Regions from separate parts of the Sus scrofa genome. Here region 2 is linked to region 1. A link is a contact called in public HiChIP or PLAC-seq data. All regions are on one chromosome and are shown on one strand. Each heading gives the region's core, a stretch centred on a gene start, on an enhancer-like site or on the middle of the called end of the contact. The rest is flanking DNA. Distances are from core to core; before and after follow the strand shown. Region 1 overlaps UBE2E2 (UB2E2). Region 2 has its middle 150 kb from the start of NKIRAS1.

Region 1 (6,087 bases), core at 2,604-5,103:
TGAGTAATGTAATACAACTGTGTCAATTTCTATCCGCACCTCAGCTTTCAGAGCATGCATAACAACCTCAGTATCTTTTTTTTTTTTAAAGTAGAATGATATAAAGAATACTTTTGTGAAAGATTAATCTAGTAACTTATATAAAAATTTATATATATTTTTTTATTAATAAGAATGTATTACAGGTTTGCTTTGGCAATTCTGGGTCTTTTATGGTTCCATATAAATCTGTGGATTATTCTAGTTCTGTGAAAAATGTCATGGGTAAATTGATAGGAATCACATTAAATCTGCAGACTGCTTTGGACTGCTTTTTGGCCATTTCTAATCCAAGAGCATAGGATACCTTTCCATTTTTTTGAATTCTCTTTAATATCCTTTATTAATGTTTTATAGTTCTCAGTGTTATGTCTTTCACCTCCTTGGTCAGGTTTATTCCTAGGTATTTTTTTTTGGGGGGGTGCGACTTTAAAAGGCATTTTTTTTTAAACATATCTTTTCTGATATTTCTTCTTCTTCTTCTTTTTTTTTTTTTTTTTTTTTTTGCTTTTTAGGGCCACACCCGAGGCACATGGAGGTTCCCAGGCTAGGGGTCCAATAGGAGCTACAGCTGTTGGCCTATGCCACAGCCACAGCAATGCCAGATCCAAGCTGCAGCTGCGTCTGCGACCAACACCACACCTCACAGCAAGGCCAGATCCTTAACCCACTGAGCAAGGCCAGGGATTGAACCTGCAACCTCATGGTTCTTAGTCGGATTTGTTTCTGCTGTGCCACAACGGGAACTCCTTTTCTAATATTTCTTTGTTAGTATATAACAGTGCAACCAATTTCTGAATGTTAATCTTGTATCCTGCTACCTCGCTGAGTTTGTTTATCAGGACAAGAAGTTTGAATAGAGTCTACATTGGCTGTGGGTTTGTCATAAATGGCTTTTATTATGTTGAAATATGTTCTCCCCATACGCACTTTGGAAGAGTTTTTTTATCATGAATGGATGTTGAATTTTGTCAAATGCTTTTTCTGCATCTTTTGAGATGATCATGGGGCATAACTCTTCCAGACTTCAGACAATACTACAAGGTTACAGTAATCAAAACAGTGTGGTACTGGTACTAAAATGACAGAGGGATCAATGGAACAGAATACAGAGCCCAGAAATAAATGCAGACACCTACAGGTAATTAATCTTCGACAAGGGTGGGAAGAATACAAAATTGGAAAAAGACAGTCTCCTCAGCAAGTGGTGCTGGGATAATTGGACAGTTGAATGTAAATCAATAAAACTAGAATACACTCTCACACCATGCACAAAAATAAACTCAAAATGGCTTAAAGACTTAAACATAAGGCAAGATACCATAGAACTCCTAGAAGGGCATGGGAAAACATTCTCTGACATAAACGATACCGATGTTTTATTAGGTCAATCTCCCAAGGCAACTGATATAAAAACAAAAATAAACCAATGGGACCTAATCAAACTTATAAGCTTTTGCACAGCAAAGGAAACCATAAACAAAACAAAAAGACAACTTATAGGATGGGAGAAAATAGTTGCAAACAATGCAACCGACAAGGGCTTATATCTTCAAAATATAAAAACAACTCATACAACTCAACAATAAAAAAACAAACAATGAAATTGAAAAATGGGCACACGATCTACATAGATATTCCTCCAAAGAAGATATACAAATGGCCAGCAGGCACATAAAAAGATGCTCAACATCACTAATTATTAGAGAAATGCGAATCAAAACCATAATGAGGTACCACCTCACACCAGTCAGAATGGCTATCATTAATAAGTCTACAAGTAACAAATTCTGGAGAAGGAGTGAAGAAAAGGGAACCCTCCTACACTGTAGGTGGGAATATAACTTAGTGCAATCACTATGGAGAACAGTATAGAGTTCCTTAAAAAACTAAATATAGAATTATCATGTGATTCAGCAATCCTACTCCTGGACTTATTATCCAAAAAAGATTACAACTCTAACTCAAAAAGACATGTGCACCCCAATGTTCATGGCAGCACTATTATTTACAATAGCCAAGACATGGAAGCAACCTACGTGTCCATCAACAGATGAATGGATAAAGATTTGGCACAAATATACAACAGAATATTACTTAGCCATAAAAAGAATGAAATAATGCCATTTGCAGCAACATGGATGGATCTAGAGATGATCACAAGGAGTGAAGTAAAAGGTCAGAGAAAAAAAAATATATCATTTATATGTGGAATCTAAAAAAGAATACAAATGATTTTATTTACAAAACAGAAACAGACTCACAGAAATAGAAAATAAAATTATGGTTACCAAATGAGAAAGAGGGGTTAGAAGGGATAAATTAGGAGTTTGGGATTAACAGAAACACTACTATATATAAAATAGATAATCAACAAGGACCTGCTGTATAGCACAGGGAACTCTACTCAATATTCTGTAACAAACCATAATGGAAAAGAAGCTAAAAATTATATAGATAGACATACAGACAGACAGATAATCTGAACCACTTTGCGGTACACCTGAAACTAACACATCATTGTAAATCAACCAAACTCCAATTTAAAAAGTATTTCATAGGTTTAGACATATCCAACAAAAGAAAAAAAGCTGAAGAAAATAAGGCTCTAAGGAAAAATGTGGCAAATTAAGGAAGAGAAGAACTCTTTGGTGTAGATAACAATGAAATGTTAGCAGAGGGCAGAGCAAAGGCATGGTTTTGAACTCTATTCAATTATATTACATTTTATTTCTTTTGTTAACAAGGAGAATGACATCATTTTAAACAAACCTGTAGAAAGGATTATTAACCAGGTAATTTGTCAGGACTTAAAATGATGTGGTGATCCACGGGATTCCTTGTGGACAGACCCAAACCAAATTGTGCCCTGGGCCACTCCCTTTCCTTTTCAATGCATGATTGAAACCATAGAGGAATGAGGTGGCCACAGTGCTCCACACACACAAGCACAAGTCTTAGCAGTCTTCTTTACTACTGTCAACAGCCACTGGCCTCAGGCCAAAACAAACACAGCAGCCTGGGAGTCATAAATTTGATGTTTATCTATGTGGAGAGGAACGATCCATGACCAAGGAGATTGTAATCAGTAGGCTCCCAAAGCAAACTGGGCTGCTGCAAATATCACTTTTAGTGTGTCCCTGTGGTCCAGAGAGAGGATTCCAGTCTGGATACTAATCCAGTTTGGTGGATGCGGAACAGGCTCAGTTAAGCATATGTTAGCGGATCTTGCTAAATGATCAAATAAATTAAATAGGCACAAAGAAGCTCTCTGGGAGGATGATTTGTGATTAGTCCTGTTTTTTTTTTTTTTTTTTTTTTTCAGCATTTTGTCAATGACTTAAATGAAGACATAAAAACCATGCTTATCAAAGCTATGGATAGCATAAAGTTGGACAGAAAAACGAACACACGGGCCAGGAGTAAAAATTCCAAAGGTCTAAACATGTCAAACTATAGTTAAACAATACAAATTTAATAGAGGAAAAAAAAGATCTATAGTTAGGGACAAAGCCATCATTTCCACAAGATGGAGGACACTTGGCTTAAACGTGATGATATGGGGCTTTGTGAATGGAAACTCTTAAAAAATAAAACATACATAAAGAGAAGCACACAGATCACTAGTGCACAGCCTGATGAATTTTTACAAAGTGAATATACTTGAGTATCCACTACCTAGAACAAGATGCTGAATACTGCCAGCACCCCAGAAATCTCCCTTGTGCTTGTCACCAGTCATAACCACCCTCCAAATGCAACCCTTATTCTGACTCCCACATCTGTACCACGAGTTCTTCCTGTTTTTAAATTTACATAAATGGAATCGTAGGGTACATACTCCTTTGTGTCTTCCTTCTTTCAATATCATGTTTGTGACCTCCACATACAGTGTTTATTGTTCTGTTTTTTTATTTCCTTATTACACAATATTCCATTGTATGAACACGGCACATTTATCCATTCCACTATACATAAATTTTTCCCCAGGAATTTTCTATTTAAATATAACATAAGAGGTGACAGTTCTGAGACACGACAAGGTGGCAGCAAAGACAAAGTTTATACACTTTCTCTGCCTGAGTCTGGCTTTGAAAACAAGCACATGCATCGATTTGGTCTTCATGATGTGACTTTGAAGTCTGAGGCTGTGAAAATGGCTCAGGGGAAGTGACTCTGTCATAGTGCAATACTGAAGGTAGGTACCTACAGGAAAAGATACTTGGTTTTTGGATTATAATGTTTTCTTGGGTTGCAAAATTTGATCTATGTATTGAATATTATTCGAACCTATATTTAAATATGCAAATTATTTGCTTGTAATTTGTGTCAACCGACAGTCTGTATAAATCATAGCTCAGATACTTTATAAAATCAAGAATATAATACTTCATACGAGATGGCAACAAAAACTCAAGTTTTTTCTTTCTTTTTTTTTTTGTCTTTTTGCCATTTCTTGGGCCGCTCTCGCAGCATATGGAGGTTCCCAGGCTAGGGGTCTCATCGGAGCTGTAGCTGCTGGCCTACGCCAGAGCCATAGCAACGTGGGATCCAAGCCGCATCTGCAACCTATACCACAGCTCACGGTAACGCCGGGTCATTAACCCACTGAGCAAGGCCAGGGATCGAACCTGCAGCCTCATGGTTCCTCGTCGTATTCGTTAACCACTGCGCCACAATGGGAACTCCAAGTTTTTTCTTTAACACGGATTAATTACTTGCCAATAAGTCACCTACCAATATCAGCAGCACTTAATTTTAAGCATTTAAGATAAACTGTACTACCTTCCACTGTTTCAAAAGAAATGTATCACTGTCTCCTGGGTCTCCTAGATACTCTGATGACATCTTCTCAGAAATGGAAGATCCTACCCTCCAATTGTACCTAATTCTGTGGGAAAGAATAAGAACAGGGGCGCACAAACACATATGCACACACTCTTACTGGTCATTTCAGTATTACAAACCAACAGAGCACAGATTTCCCAAGTGCTGAAGCTACAACAAGCAAAATGAATGTTCATTTTCTTCATCAAAATTACTGTCTGCCAGGTACTAAAGGTCTCTGTTCTCATAGAGCTTAGAGTCTAGAGTGAGGAGGCAGAAGAAAAAAAATCAACCAACAAATAAGTATGTCAGACTATGAAAAGTTTCATGACCAGGATTATCAGGTTGATGTTACAGAAAACCACCACAGTGGAACTATTTATAGATGGTGGTCAAGCAGTGCACCTCTCAGCAGGTGACACTAAAGGTGAGAACTGAAGAGCAACAAAGTTGCGGCTGATTGGGAGAACTGGCTGAAAATGATCCCAGGACAAGGGATCAGCACATCTGAGGGACAAAAGGGGACGTTGCAGGAGGTGAGGCCAGAGGGGAGAACCAGTGTGAGAAGTGTGAGTTCTACTCTAGGTGCAGAGCGAAGGCACTGAGAGTTTTTACACAGGGCAGTGACAAATCACTATCCGTTCAAAGAGAGGAATCTCAGAGAGACTGGTAAACTTTCTCTTTCTACAGATGAAAACACTAAGTTCCAGAAAGTTTAGTGTCATCGAAAGATATACGGTTATACCTAGAGATTTTCCTACTAAGTGAAGGAAGTCAGATGGGGAAAAACAAATTATCATATGCTATCACTTACATGTGGAATCTATGGAAAGGAAATAAATGACCTTACAAAACAGAAAGAGACTCACAGACATAGAAAACAAACTTAAGGTGACCAAAGGGGAAAGGAGGGGGAGGAGGGAAAAATTAGGAATTTGGGATTAAAATACATACTCTACCATATATAAAATAGATAACCAACAAGGACCTACTATATAGCACGGGGAGCTATACTCAATATTCTGTAATAACCTATAAGGGAAAAGAACCTGAAAACATACATATAAAATATATAACATATCTAATATATAACATGTAACATATTATATATGTGTGTATGTATAAATGAATCACTTTGCTGTACACCTCTAACACAACATTGTAAATCAACTATACTTTAATTTAAAAAAAAGAGATCTAGTTCTAACTCTAATGGGGGGG
Region 2 (6,172 bases), core at 3,554-6,053, 250 kb before region 1:
AGGTTGCAGACAGGTCACAGATGCTGCTGGGATCCGCAAGTTGCTGTGACTGTGGCCTGGGGCAGCAGCTATAGATCTGATTTGACCCCTCGCCTGGGAACTTCCATATGCTGCGGGTGTGGCCCTAAAAACCAAAAAAAAAAAAAAAAAAAAAAAAAAAGAAGAAGTGCTGCTTTTGTACAGAGATTCTTAAACTTTTCTGATTTTAACAAGCATGTGGGACTACTTATTAAAGGATTAAGGTTCCCATGCTCTCTGTAGTAGAGATTAGTTGAGTGCATCCAGAATGAGGCCCTGGAACAGAAATTTTTTAAAAAAAAGTTTTTTGTTTTGGCTTTACCAGAGACATGTGGAAGTTCCTGGTTTGAACTCAAACCACAGCAGTAACCCATCTCACATCAGTGACACATTGAACCACCAGGGAACTCCCTGCAACGGAATTTTTTTTTTTTAAGGGCCGCACCTGTGGCATATGGAAGTTCCTGGGCTAGGGGTTGAATCAAATCAGAGCTGCTGCAGCAGGCCGACACCACAGACATAGCAAAACCAGATTTGGATCACATCTGTGACCTACACTACACCTTGTGGCAATGCCAGATCCTTAACCCACTGAGCGAGGCCAGGGATCAAACTTGTATTCTCACAGACCCTAAGTCAGATTCTTAATTGCCTGAGCCACAAGGGAACTCCTGGAGTAGAAATTTTAATTTTATTTATTTGTCTTTTTAGGGCCACAGCTGCAGCATATGAAGGTTCCCAGGCTAGGGGTCAAATCAGAGCTGTAGCCTGTTGGCCTACACCACAGCCATAGCAACTTGGGATCCAAAATGTGTCGTGACCTACACCACAGCTCATGGCAATGCCAGATCCTTCACCCACTGAGTGAGGCCAAGGATCGAACCCACGTCCTTATGGATGCTAGTCAAATTTGTTTCCGATGAGCCACGATGAGAACTCCTGGAAAGGAAAATTTTAACAAGCCTCAGGTGAGTCTTCTGCTTGGATAATTTTGTTAAGCAATACTTGAAATGCATAGTTGTTTTTTCTTTAATTGAAGTATAGGTGATTTTATAATACTGTGTTAATTTCTGCTATATAGCAAAATGACTTAGCTATACATATATATGTATTCTTTTTCATATTTTTTTCCATTATGGTTTATCACAGGATATTGAATATAGTTCCCTGTGCTATACTTTAGGGCCTTGTCGTTATCCATTCTATGTATACTAGTTTGCATCTGCTAACCTGAAACTCCCACTGCATTCCACTGCTTCCCCACCTTGGTACCCACAAGTCTGTTCTCTGTCTGTGAGTCCATTTCTTTTTCATAGATAAGCTCATTTGCTCCATATTTTAGATTCCACATATAAGTGATCTCATATGATATTCATCTTTCTCTATATGGCTTACTTCACTTAGTATGATCATCTCTAGGTTCATTCAGGTTGCTGCAAATGGCATTACTTCATTCTTTTTTATGGCTGAGTAGTATTCTATGTATAGTATTCCATCATATATGTATTCCACATCTTCTTTATGCATTCATCCAAGAATAGCCTGAAATGCATAGCCTCCTAGAGAGAAACTGTAAACACCTCACCAAAGTTCTTTGAAACACCTTGGGGTTTCAGGAGAGGCTACCAGCCTGCGGTCTGACGCTTTCTCCCAGGTCAGACAATCTTTGCTGGACCTCTGTGCCCTGTTGAACACAATGTTCTTCGACTTTAACCCACTCAATGGAACATTCTTTTTTTTTTTTCTTTCATTTTTTAAAGTTTTATTGAAGGGTGGTTGACTTGCCAAGTTGTGATAATTTCTGCTGTACATCAAAGTGATTCAGTCATACATAGACACGTCCATTCTTTTTCAGATTTTTCTCCCACATAGACCATCATAAAATACTGGGTAGAGTTCCCTTTGCTATACAGCAGGTCCCCATTGGCCGGTCACTCCATATACCACTGTGTGCATATGAAAATTATGGAACACTTCACGAATTTGCCTGTCATCCTTGCTCAGGGGCCATGATTAACTTCTCTGTATCATTCCAGTTTTAGTATATGTGCTGCTGAAGCAAACAGAACATTCTAACCCCTGTTTCTCTGGAGAGGAAACTGAGGCTTAGAGAGGGTAAGTAATGGCTCAAGGCCCCTCAGCCAGGAAACAGTGTTGGGACCTGGATTCAGACCCACTTCTTTCCACCTGCCATGATGCCAAGTAGCCTGGACCCGACACGTATACCTGATCTAATGTGGAAGCTGAGAACATGTCCATCCTTCTGGGCTGGAGGGCTTCCTCTGCCTACTAGCTGTGGTTACTCGTTTCTCTAAACCTCTGTCTTCTTCTTTTTTTTTTTTTTTTTGTCTTTTTGTCTTTTGTTGTTGTTGTTGTTATTGCTACTCTTGGGCCGCTTCCGCGGCATATGGAGGTTCCCAGGCTAGGGGTCCAATCGGAGCTGTAGCCACCGGCCTACGCCAGAGCCACAGCAACGCAGGATCCGAGCCGCGTCTGCAACCTACACCACAGCTCGCGGCAACGCCGGATTGTTAACCCACTGAGCAAGGCCAAGGACCGAACCCGCGACCTCATGGTTCCTAGTCGGATTCGTTAACCACTGCGCCACGACAGGAACTCCTAAACCTCTGTCTTCTTAACTGTGAAGTGGGAATGACATTAAGGGAGAGTTAAAGCAAAAGATTTTCTCTGAGGGTTAAGGATAAAACACATTAAATTTCCCATTACATAGTATGTGCTCAGTTAATGGTAGCCATTTCTGCTACAGTTTACTTTCTTTCTTGCTTGCTTCCTTTTCTTTCTTTCTTCCTTCCTTTCTCCCTTTCGCACCCTTCCTCCCTCCTTCCTTCCTTTCTTTTTTCTGCATTTCTGGGCCAGGGACTGAACCCGAGCTACAACGGTGACATCATATCCTTACATTGCTGAGCCACCAGGGAACTCTTCTGTTAGTATTTTCTTGCCCCTGCAGCAGTAAACACTATTTAGGGATGAACCATAAGGAGGTGTTTAGAGTAGGCCTAACTCCTCAAAGAGAAACTTTCCCTGAATTTTGATGTATTGTTGTAGTCAGGCCATTTTGGTTCACAAGGTGGATTAGTTTCTTGGGACTTCTGCTACAAATTCCCACAAACTGGGAGTTCCCATCGTGGCTCAGTGGTTAATGAATCCGACTAGGAACCATGAGGTTTCGGGTTCGATCCCTGGCCTTGCTCAGTGGGTTAAGGATCTGGCGTTGCTGTGAGCTGTGGTGTAGGTTGCAGATGTGGCTTGGATCCCGAGTTGCTGTGGCTCTGGCGTAGGTCGGTGGCTACAGCTCTGATTCAACCCCTGGCCCGGGAACTTCCATATGCCTCGGCCCAAGAAACGGCAAAAAAAAAAAAAAAAAAAAAAAAGGCAAATTCCCACAAACTTTGGAGTTCCTGTTGTGGCTCAGCAGAAACAAATCTGACTAGCATCCATGAGAACGAAGTTTGGATCCCTGGCCTCACTCAGTGGGTTAAGAATCTGGCTTTGCCGTGAGCTGTGGTGTAGGTTGCAGACGAGGATTGGATCTGGCGTTGCTGTGGCTGTGGAATAGGCTGGCTCCGATTCAACCCCTAGCCTGGGGACCTTCATATGCCACAGGTGCAGCCCTAAAAAGACAAAACAAAAAAACCAAATTGCCAAGATCTTAGTGGCTTAGAACAATGGAAGAGTGTTCTCGCCATTCTAGAGGCCAGAAATGGAAGGGTAGGCAGGTTTGCCCCACCGCCAGGGGCTCTGGGGTCATCCTCCTTGGCCTCACCCATCTTTGGGGGTGTGGGGAGGGGAGGGGGAGGTGGGATCCAGGCGATCCCTGAGTCCAGTTTCCACCTCTGTCCTCACATGTCTGCCTCCCCATGTCTGTGTCTCCTTTCCTGTCTCCTGTAGAGACACTTGTCATTGGATTTAGTGTCCACCTAGACAATCCAAGATGATGTCATTGCAAGGTCCTTAACTTCATTACACCCCCAGAGACCCTTTTTCCACATAAGGCCGTATTCACAGTTTCCAGGCATTAAGACATGAACATGGTGTACCCCTGTGGTGTATGAAAGTTCCCAGGCTAGGGGTTGAATCAGAGCTACAGCTGCTGGCCACAGCCACAGCCACACCAACACCAGATCTGAGCCATGTCTGCGACCTACACCGAAGCTCATGGCAATGCCAGATCCTTAATCCACTGAGAAAGGCCAGGGATCGAACCTTCGTTCTCATGGATGGGCCAGGGATTGAACCTGAATCCTTGTAGATACTAGCTCATTTCCACTGAACCACGGTGGAACTCTGAACATGTTTTTCTTGCATCCACAAGTCAGCCCACTGCACTAGGTGTGGAGTGTCCCTCGAGTTTCCGACACCAAGAGAAAAGTAGTTCGTGGCCAGGGACCCGTGGACAGGAAAGGAGACCAAGGACAGGTCTGCTCCATCTTCTACCCCCAGATGCTCTGGCTTACCACCATCTCCTCCTCTCTCACCTCCTCTTCCAGACCGTCAGCTCTGGATCCCATAGCTGCAGCCTGTGCCTTCCAGTTTCCCCACTCAAACTCCCGAGTGTGGAAAAGTGCTGGCCAGCCTGGGACAGGTGGCCCCAGGTCAGATTGTCTTCCCCTGGTCCAGTCCCTGAAGTTCTAAGGGGGCAGGGAGCAGCAGAACCACATGACTCAGAACAAGGCCCCCAGGCCTGCTCCTTCAGGCCTCCATGGTGTGACTCGGGAATGTCTCCTTTGAGGAGGAGATTTGAGCAAACAGCTCTTGCACAGGCCCTGGGAGGAGAATGTGGTGAAATCCTGGGTTCCACTTGTACCTAAGACTATGCTTCACTTTTTTTTTTTTTCTTTTTAGGGACACACCCGTGGCATATGGAAGTTCCCAGGCTAGGAGTTGAATCAGAGCTGCAGCTGCTGGCCTACGTCACAGCCACAGCCACAGCCATGCGGGATCCCAGCCACATCTGCAACCTACACCACAGCCTGAGGCAACACTGGGTCCTTAACCCACTGAGCAAGGCCAGGGATCAAACCCGTGTCCTCACGGACACTGTGTCAGGTTCTTAAGCTGCTGAGTCACAGTGGGAATTCCTGTGCTCCACTTTTTGAAGTCGTCAAATTCCTTTTTATGAGGGAGTCACGCTTTTGGGGAGATGTCAGCCTGAATCCCAGGGGTTCATGTTACAAGGGGGGCAATGATGCAATCACAATGGCAATCCCTCTTAGTGACCCACTCTCATTTCTCATTTGAGCTTCCTAACAATGCTGCAAAGGAGGCCCCAGCTCTGCTGCCCCTGCCACCCCCATGGAGCCATCAAGGACGTCAAGGCTTCTAGCAGCTAAATTACTTGCCCAAGGTCTCCTGGCTCCCAAGTACAGCCCCAGAATGAGTCCACAGCCTTCTCCAGGGCAACCTCTCTGTAACGGCTGTTCTCATTAATGTCATACAAGTCACTCCCTTTGGAAACCAGCTTGGAATTAATTTAAAGCCAAGGGCATGTATTAGGAAAGAGGTCTGAATTTTGTGGAGCTCTGATTTGGAATAACAAGGCACGTGAGGATGGGAGCAATGACCTGGGAGAGGGCGGGGCTGGGCGGGAGAAGGGGGCGTGGCCTGCGCCGGTGGAAGCATGTAGAATCTCAGGTTCTCTCACACGGTCCTATTAATTTTTTTTCCTTTTTCTTTTCTGGTATTATCACTGAGGGCTTGTTGCCTATAAAATATGTGAGGGAAATTAATTACCGTTATTATCATCCCCCAGCCAGGGATTAACAGAGGGGGGCTCTAACAGAGCATAGAAAGGACCCCAAAGGAGCGACGAGATCTCTGTAGGTATTTGGAGATGCGGCAGCGACACAGCGTCAGACCAGGGATGGGAAGCAGGTCCTGCACCAGGAGAGGGACGGGCTGGGGGAACCCCTTTGAGGTTTTGTGTTAGAATCTGTCTCCCGGGAGTTCCCGTCGTGGCGCAGTGGTTAACAAATCCGACTAGGAACCGTGAGGTTGCGGGTTCGGTCCCTGCCCTTGCTCAGTGGGTTAACGATCCGGCGTTGCCGTGAACTGTGGTGTAGGTTGCAGACGCGGCTCGGATCCCGCGTTGCTGTGGCTCTGGTGTAGGCCAGTGGCTACAGCTCCAATTCAACCC

What was found. HiChIP or PLAC-seq counts read pairs in DNA pulled down with a chosen protein or histone mark.
Region 2: an H3K27ac HiChIP or PLAC-seq map of alveolar macrophages shows a contact between it and region 1. The contact joins two enhancer-like sites. A contact is called at or near these places in 2 of 2 datasets of contacts at active chromatin or transcription factors (alveolar macrophages and skeletal muscle).

What each region holds. Positions count from the first base shown.
Region 1 is chr13:10,305,832-10,311,918 of Sscrofa11.1, reverse strand. All of the region lies in intron 3 of UBE2E2 (UB2E2), which reads right to left. Among named protein-coding and RNA genes, the nearest start is that of UBE2E2, 300 kb to the right of the region's middle. Within about 2 kb of position 3,853, at least 1 of the 83 cell types and tissues checked has an H3K27ac peak or open chromatin away from gene starts, as enhancers often do. A contact at or near this core is called in alveolar macrophages, where this site is marked.
Region 2 is chr13:10,559,047-10,565,218 of Sscrofa11.1, reverse strand. No RefSeq gene overlaps it. Among named protein-coding and RNA genes, the nearest start is that of NKIRAS1, 150 kb to the left of the region's middle. Within about 2 kb of position 4,803, at least 1 of the 83 cell types and tissues checked has an H3K27ac peak or open chromatin away from gene starts, as enhancers often do. A contact at or near this core is called in alveolar macrophages, where this site is marked.